Linked DNA regions of Zea mays: all the other regions are linked to region 2. A link is a contact called in public Hi-C data. All regions are on one chromosome and are shown on one strand. Each heading gives the region's core, a stretch centred on a gene start, on an enhancer-like site or on the middle of the called end of the contact. The rest is flanking DNA. Distances are from core to core; before and after follow the strand shown.

Region 1 (2,700 bases), core at 132-2,631, 200 kb before region 2:
TCCTGCCAATCGCAGCTTGTTCCCTGAGAAGAACTTGATCAGCTGAGTCTGACGGCTCCTCAACATCAAACTTTGCTCTGTCAAAATCTCTCAAGTCAAGGAGAGAAGTATGCTGTTGTTTTGCCCTGAGACTTGATCGAAGCCGATAGAATTCCTATATTTGATGAAACAAATCATGGTGTCAAAATGGGAGTACAGTCATGTTATATACGGTGCTTTCTTAGCAGTACATTCAAAGTAGTTATGATGAATGGAACTTAGTAGTCTAAGAGGCAACCAGAACCTGAGTAAGGTCTTGCAAAATCTCCATATGACGAGTCAGAGTATGAGAAAGAACTTCAGAACCTCCTGATGATACCCAAGTTTGCATTTGCGAATTCACTTGCTGTAACTGCTTCAGTGATCTTTCTATATCAGACTCAATGTTGTCCTCTGAACCGTCTGATTTCATAGAAACCAATTTACGGTATGCAATCATTTGGTCATCTAACTGAGCTTCCAACCTCCTTGCCTGAAAGGGGAGGCAATAAACCATTCAAAACACGCTAAACCTTAGACACCATTAATCAGACAAGACAAGAAAAACAGGAGTATCCTACAGCATCATGAAACCACAAAGACGTAAAGTTAGCTAATACAGTATGCCATGTTTCCGAGCATTGGCAGTCTTAAACCACTATAATCATATTACCAGTAAACATACATGGCTTCGTTAGGAAGACAGAGAAAGTCAATGAAAGGTTCGTTTAGAGAAGCAGGAAACGAAATCTAGACAGTATAGCATTCTGCAATCAGTGCATCGTTGCTACAGGTTGCCCCTTCACTAGGAGAAATGCTAAATGACGTTACAAGCGAACAACTAGACTAACGGATCATCGAAACGAATCCAATTCAGCTTTTCTCGGCACAGCATTTACTCCCGACACGAGTACCCTACGGAATTCGACGACCAACAGAGCAGCCTCCTCTAAAATCGTCCCTCCTCACTTCTGCGCACCTGTATCCCCACTCCATCGCGGAGTTGACGGGAGCCAGATCCCAAGTAGAGACTAGGGTGGCCCATACGGGGCTACGCAGCCGCGAGACGGCGAGAGCGGGACCGAGAGGATCCATGGAACTGCGGATGGAAAGAAAAGCGCGTGTGGTCCGAGGGCCGGGTCACCTGCTTGCGAACGGCGTCCCAGGAAGACGCCTCCATAGCCCCCGCTTCCTCCTCGTCTTAGGCGCCTTCCTAGAGGTTCGTCGTGTCGGGAGGACAGAGATCCCGTCAGCCCGCGGCCACGGCCGCGGCGACTGGCCTAGATCTCGCGGCCCGCGCGGGCGCGGACGGCGAGCGAGCGAGCGAATAGGTGGGAGGGTCGAGGACGGGCGCGGAACGGGTGGTTGGTGGTGGCCGAACCTGATGCGCCGATGTGTTTGGCGAGGGCTCGTATCGGGTCCACAAACGACCGCCCGTGCACAAATGCACAACGCGCATCAAGTCCACACATCCGGCAACCAACGGTGGTCTTTTTTCAAAGAACCCCACGCTCAGCTCGTCACGCTCGCTTGCAATGTTGCAGAATTCGTCCACGCGGACGGTCCATCCGATCGCCGCTCACTCCGGCGACCCGCGCCCTCGCCGACCGACCCCTGCCAACCGACTGCAGCACACGGCAATCAACTGCCGCCCACGCCGACCGCCGCGCACCGTCGCCGTGACGGTTGGCTAGGATTACTACGGTGTTTGTAATCGCTCAACAAACGCAGGGAATTTGATGTTGTCATGTACGTAGTGTGTTTGGGATCAAATGGAATTTGCCGCTCAAAACAGTTTGTATGCTCCAGGACAGGTTCAGGCTCACATAGCCAAGCTGACATTGGATTCCTTTTCTTCCTCCTAGTTCAGGATCACATAGCCAAGATCCTTTTGCTGCTGTTTTTTTTTTGGAGAAGCAAACAAGCACACTGAATAGTAGTACTGGATGTTAGCTGAAATTTGGCTCTGTTGGCTCTGTATTTTTATGTGCAAACAAGCTCTGAGTGTTTTTGTTATTCTTATTTGCAAACAAGCTGTACAAATGCATTTGCTTGAATGTGCAAACAATATTGGTTACAAAATCAATTTCTGATCAAAATCAAAATGAACAAGCTGTACTTTATTCCTCCTTTCATATCTCAGGGTTACAGGCTTCACATGAGCCAACAGAACTCACGCCTCCAATGCAATCTACACAAGCTCCACATGAGCAATCTACAGAGACTCTAAACAAACAACTTTCTATAGGTATTGGCCTCCAATGCCATCAGCTGCAAACAAGAGCGTGATACAGACGCTTCACTCTTCATTTATTGAGCGATTCAGATAGGCACCACGCTTCTTCAGGCACGAATAGCACGCCATCTCCAAGGGTCGTGGAGAGATGCGCGAGGCTGTGCACGCCATGGCAGGGGACCCGACCGCGGTCTTGGAGATGGGCGTGAGCGCGCTGCTATCCCGCGAGCGCTACCATGGTAAGCCGCTGCAGGGAGCCTACGGACGACGGCTGTAAATAGTCGAAGCGGCCGGCGACGTGTGGACGGTGGGCGGCGACATCTGGGCATCTTCTGCCACAACCGCAGCTGGTGAGTGGTGACTGGTGGATATCTCCAACAACTAGCCGGACGTTCATCCCTTCGTTTTTATTGAGAACTACGTTACCACGGATCACCAGATCCGCT
Region 2 (2,700 bases), core at 119-2,618:
GTGCTGCCACTAACTTGTAATATCCTTCAAAGTTTTTTTAGATTTAAGCCGCCGTTTTAGCTAGAGAAATCTTTAAAGCTAGCTAGAGGTACGCCAAAAAAACATCTAGATTAATCTTTTTTATTTACATTCTAGATTGAATGTATTTGCATGCAGCACACACACACCTCCAGCTGTGCCATCATTGGAGGCAAAATAAACAAAGACCGTCTGTCTCTTCACTTTGTCATGTCATTATAAGGTACTAGTTCCCTTTTGATGTGTCTTTCCGACTTTAGCCAACTCGGCCGACGTCGTAAGTGGAAGGCATAGTTTTATAACAAAGAACATAAGATAAAATTAAAGTCGTGTGATGATTTCATATAATACTCAGCATTATATTATAGTGTGTTCTGTCACATTTATTTTTTTTTTAGAAAAAATAATCGAACTGCTCACGGCCTTGTGTCTGGGCCCAACGTGACTCACGACCATTATGCGGGATTCAATCTTAGGCAAGAAATGGACCACAGTGTCTGTATGAAGCTGGGGCAGGATCATGGGCCCTTTTCTCCATGTAAGCCCATCAGCGTAAGCTAGGTCCCATTTGTAGTCAGAATGTTTTTTTTTTCTGATTTGAATTTGTAGTCAGGACTGAAACTGCAGGCTAATAGCGAGTTATTGAGGTCACCGTGGTCTGGTTCATGCTGGCGTGCTATATACTACTTCGGCTTAGGCCCGCAACAGTGTCTACACACCGCAGATATGCTTGTTGGTTCATGGCCGTTCTGATTCCCCGTCATTCTGGTTTCTGTCATTGTGGCGTTCGATGACAGTAGCAGAGACGACGCGTGACGCGCCCTTTTCCGACCTAAGGGCATGTACAGTGGTGTTTAATGTGGGGGCTCTTAATGTGTTTTAGGGGGTTATTTGCAAAAAAATCTTAGAGACGTCTCTCCGTGAAGAGACGCCTCTGGCTCGTAAACCAAGTAACAACAGACGCCTCACTTCCCACTGTACGAATTTGTCGTCTGTTCTATCGATCTGATGCTATACAAATACATTTAATTCTGTATTTATTAATAGACTACGTTTAGAGACACTCCATTGTACAATAGAGTCTCTTAGTTGTCTCTTGTGCTTGGAGAACCGTTTTGGTGTCTCTGCACTGTACATGCTCTAAAACGTGATCCTAGGTTCACATATCTTATCAGAGTTATTAAAACATGACCCCATTTGAAGCGACGTCCGCACTTCACGGGACATTCGCCCATCGCGGATCGACACGTTGACACCGCTCCAGAGGCACGGACGCGAGTCTTTCATCCAATGATGCTGCAAACGCTGAGCAGTTCTGTGTCCCTCCCAATGTTCTCTTCCCTCCCTCCCACGCCCTCCCTCTCCTATCGCGTCCCTGCCTCCTCGATCTCGCCGTCGAGCCTGCGTCCTCGCCGTCGTCCGTGCCAGGCCGGCTCCACCAGCTTTCCTCGTCGTGGCGTCTCCAAGAATCAGTCCTCCTCTCCCCCGCTTCCCCCGCCCCCGGTCGAGCTCCGCCAGCAACCCCTCTACCTGTTCACCCGACGGCGACCTCCGTGGCCGACTTCTCTTCACTCTCGCCTCGCTTGCCACCTCTGCCGAAAGTGTAGTACATCGTCGGGAGGAATATGACGCCATCGGGCTCCTTTAGCGGGGAGGCACTTCTATCTTGGCCTAGGCCTCGTCGTGGCCCCACATCCAGTTGCCACGGGATATGGATTGGGGCGTTGCTTCGCGGCGGCGGCGGAGGCGTTTGCTAGCTGTCGGCGGCATTGGCGCCTGCCACGACCATCGTCAACTGACAGCGACGGTGCGTTCGACGACCGGCAGTAGCCTGCGCTCCACCCAGCCGCGCTTCCTCCTGTGGACATAAATCTACCTCTACTGGGGCACTGGGCTGGTCCCATCTTCCACGCGGCCCTCCCCTCCACTCATGACGACGTCGGGTTCAACGACCGGCATCATCATGCGCTCCAACCAGCCTCGCTTTCTCCCGTGGATACGGATCTACCGCTGCTGGGTGGCCCCAGCTTCTGAGCGGCCCCGCGTGCAGTTGCTGGTGAAGACTGAAGAGGATTTGAGGACGTCACGAGTGAGCTTGCCAAGCCTTGTGCTCGCCGAGCGTGCGGGCGCACGTCTCCACAGCGATCGCATGACGTAGCTGGGGCCGGGACATGGACGTCATCGCGAATCTCATCTCTACGGACAGAGCGGCTGTATGTTCCTACACTTTATTACCTCCTCCCTCCTCCTCTGCATCCCCATCTCGCGCTTTTGGAGCCCTTCGCCTACATTTTCCCCAAATCCATCTTCCTTTGTCCTTATTGGTTTACCTCGCTGCCACCGACTGTCGTCCTCGTGGCCTCATGGGTTGCTCTCAGGGGGCCGTTCGTGACCTAGGATGTGTGAAGTGCTATTGTGGGTACAGGTTTGTTTGGCTAACCAAAGTTGTGTATCTTTGTCCACTACTTTGTGTGTATTTTCCTTCGATTCATGGAACAAGTCCTCGGGTATGTGTTGGAAAGTGGAGAGATGAGTACAAGTAGAATTGTAGACCAACAAAAAGGATACAGGAACATGCTTGCACTTCGCATTTTGTATGGAAATGGCGTGTCTTAATAGAAAATGATGGCACATATAATTGGTAGGTTGGAGAGGAATATTCATTCGTTCCAGAAAGAAATT
Region 3 (2,700 bases), core at 147-2,646, 130 kb after region 2:
GGGATTGCCCCACCGCCCCTGTAGCCACAGCCATCCGCTTCTTCGGTGGCCCTCTCCCCGTCGGGCATGCTCCTCGGCCCTGCTGCAGCTGCAGCGGGTGAGTGCGACCTCGCTGCCACCACAGTTGGCATGGGTGGCCTCGACGCTACCGCGACAGGCGCCCCCCGGCCACGGCTCCCTCTCCTTCCCAGGCATCTGCTCGTGCCACTCCTCTCCATACGTGTGTCTGCCTTCCCCCATCTAGGAGCGGGTGTGGGTCTCTGTCCAACCCCCCTGCTCGCTAGCGCGGCCCACCACATGCCCCCACAACTTTTTGAGCTTTTCCCGTCACCGACGTCAAAGCCCTCCCTACCAGGTCCGGCGCAGCGCAGGCCCTGTCCGGCTGGACCCGCCCCGTTGTCCCACCCCTTCTTCATCGCCACCGCAACTGGATCTGTCGCTACCGTGGCCTTCCCGGTCAGATCCACCGTTGTTGTGGCCTTCCTGGCTAGATCTACCGTCCCTTGACTGTATCGCCGTCTTCATGGCTGGATCCGTCGCAGCCGTGGCCTTCCCGACCGGATCCGTCGTTCCCCTTCTACTTTACCACGAGTGCGACCACCCTGACCGGCGTAGACGCGCGCGCTGCCCTCGGCCTCCCTGGCGGGGCTCCTCGACGACCGGACAAACCAAGAAGCAAGAAGGTCCTCAACCTACTAGTGCTCTTTTGTTATGTCTCCCCGTCGACCGTTGACGCTCGAACGTCGACCCCTCCCAAAGAACAACCTACTGTTGCGTGTCTCCCAATCACGACCATCTCGACTTCGGCTACCTCAGCATCCATGGACTATTGTCTTCTTAAAGTCCACATCGGTCTCTGCTCCAGCCGTAACATTCGCACCCTCACAAGCTGTGTCTGCGAGGAGATTTCAGCCCTTCGACTCCTACCGTTGGCTTCTACTCCAGTCTTATCGTTTGCGGTGTCCCCATTGTGACTGGAGGGAGTGTTGGAATATAATATAAGTGAATTGTTCATCTTCTCCCATCAGCTTAAGCCTTTGTGTTGAATTGGTTGATACATACAACTTAATATGGTATCATATCTAGAGGTCTTGAGTTTAAATCCTAGTTAGCACGATTAAAATAAAATAATTATTGCTCGCTCCTATATTTCACGTTAGAGACCCAAAAGAGGCTCGACATGAGAAATATTAAAATATAATATAAATGAATTGTCCGTCTCTTTCTATCAGTTTAATCTTTTGGATAGAAGTTGTTGATGTATATAACTTAATATTCTCTCTACTCCATGTCACAATGCTCGGAGATGCTTCTCGCTCGCTCGGGGACGCCCTTAAGCGACAAATAGGATGGCGAGTAGACTGAAGTCGCAGTCGGTCATGTGGCGCTGGGCCTACGATGCCTGATGGACAGCGAGAGCCCTATCGAAACACCTGTCCACGGCCCATCGATATTGCGGCTTGGCGGTTTGCAACAATAGCGAAATGGTCACGATCTGACTTCGCTACATAAGGCCGAGCATGGTCGTGAGCCCATAACGCTAGATAGCTCTTTGATTCCAGTAGTGGGCATCGTTTTCATTGATAACGAGACGTCTATAGTATACGTGCCTTATGTGTATAAGTGTATTGTATAATCTAGAAAAAAAAGATTAATTAGCCTTCTACGAATAAAGTAGACATAGATAGTTACTTCAAAGTGAAGCTGCACGGAAGTGTGTGGACTGAACGCTCGAATCATCTCAATTCTCATGGATAAGTGAGATGCGTCATGGCACTTTCCTATGATCCATGCAAGTCAAATTATCTTAAATCTAAGGGCCCGTTTGTTTCGTTGGAATTAAATTCCATTTTAATAATTATAATTTAGATAATATATATTTGTATATTATCCTAAATCATATGAGAGAGATAGTTATATACTGCATTTATGTTATAGCGAAGCAATTAGAAGAGTGTGCTATAAGTTGTACATCGGAAAAATAGCTTGTAAATCTATAGAATCAATTTCCCTCTCTCACCCCATAAATTTGAGATAGGCTTATATGATAACTTTGGAAAGTGGTGGAATGTCACATTCTAAAAAAATAACCTATTCTATTAGTAAGATTCTAATTCCTCAAAATGAAAGGAAACAAACGGAACCTAACTGATTTTATTATAAAAGAGATAATAATAGCTATAACATAGAATAAGCATATTACGAGAATATACTCCCTCCGTCTCAAATTAGTATTTATTTTAGCTCTTGATTTTTATGTATATTTTAGCTCATGAATCTATTAAAAGGGCTAAAACAAATTTTAATTTAGGATAGAGAGAGTACCTATTTAAGATCAGGGCATTTAGCCCATTTTCTAGGGAGGGAGAGTTGGTGGTACCATGTTGCAAGTGCTCTTAATAGGAGACATGAGAGTTCCATTAAAGATTGACACTCAACTATTGAGCCATAAGAGCAAGTTTAATAACGAGCTATAAGCGAGCGGATGTCTACGTGGAGCAGAGATAAATGAAAGAGAGAGCAAGGCGGGTGTCTCACGAGGCGCTCGCTCTCAGTCGGAGTAGTACAAACACGAGTCGTGTTTCTATTGGATAAAGCATCATATTAAGGGCTTATTGGGAGGGATTCACTTTAAAAAAATTCAGCTTCGGTGTTTCAGTTTCACCATAAAACTGCTCCAACAAATTGTTGAACTGGGTT

Evidence for each region. Hi-C and Micro-C count contacts between places; a contact is called where the count stands out from the background.
Region 1: a Hi-C map of tassel shows a contact between it and region 2, with 2.4 times the contacts expected there. The contact joins the promoter of LOC100282420 here to the promoter of LOC100191264 in region 2. A contact is called at or near these places in 3 of 25 Hi-C or Micro-C datasets (bundle sheath, ear and tassel).
Region 3: a Hi-C map of ear shows a contact between it and region 2, with 2.0 times the contacts expected there. The contact joins the enhancer-like site here to the promoter of LOC100191264 in region 2. A contact is called at or near these places in 8 of 25 Hi-C or Micro-C datasets (bundle sheath, ear, leaf and 3 more).

The regions. Positions count from the first base shown.
Region 1 is chr2:185,718,329-185,721,028 of Zm-B73-REFERENCE-NAM-5.0, reverse strand. LOC100282420 (golgi SNARE 12 protein) reads right to left here and starts at 1,381. Exons shown (of 5, transcript NM_001155331.1): 1 at 1,163-1,381; 2 at 284-511; 3 at 1-154. The coding sequence starts at 1,198.
Region 2 is chr2:185,517,334-185,520,033 of Zm-B73-REFERENCE-NAM-5.0, reverse strand. LOC100191264 reads left to right here and starts at 1,368. Exons shown (of 1, transcript NM_001136698.1): 1 at 1,368-2,652. The coding sequence starts at 2,190. The coding sequence ends at 2,561.
Region 3 is chr2:185,385,662-185,388,361 of Zm-B73-REFERENCE-NAM-5.0, reverse strand. No RefSeq gene overlaps it. Among protein-coding and RNA genes, the nearest start is that of LOC103647424, 19 kb to the right of the region's middle. Within about 2 kb of position 1,396, at least 16 of the 20 cell types and tissues checked have an H3K27ac peak or open chromatin away from gene starts, as enhancers often do. A contact at or near this core is called in bundle sheath, ear, leaf and 2 more, where this site is marked.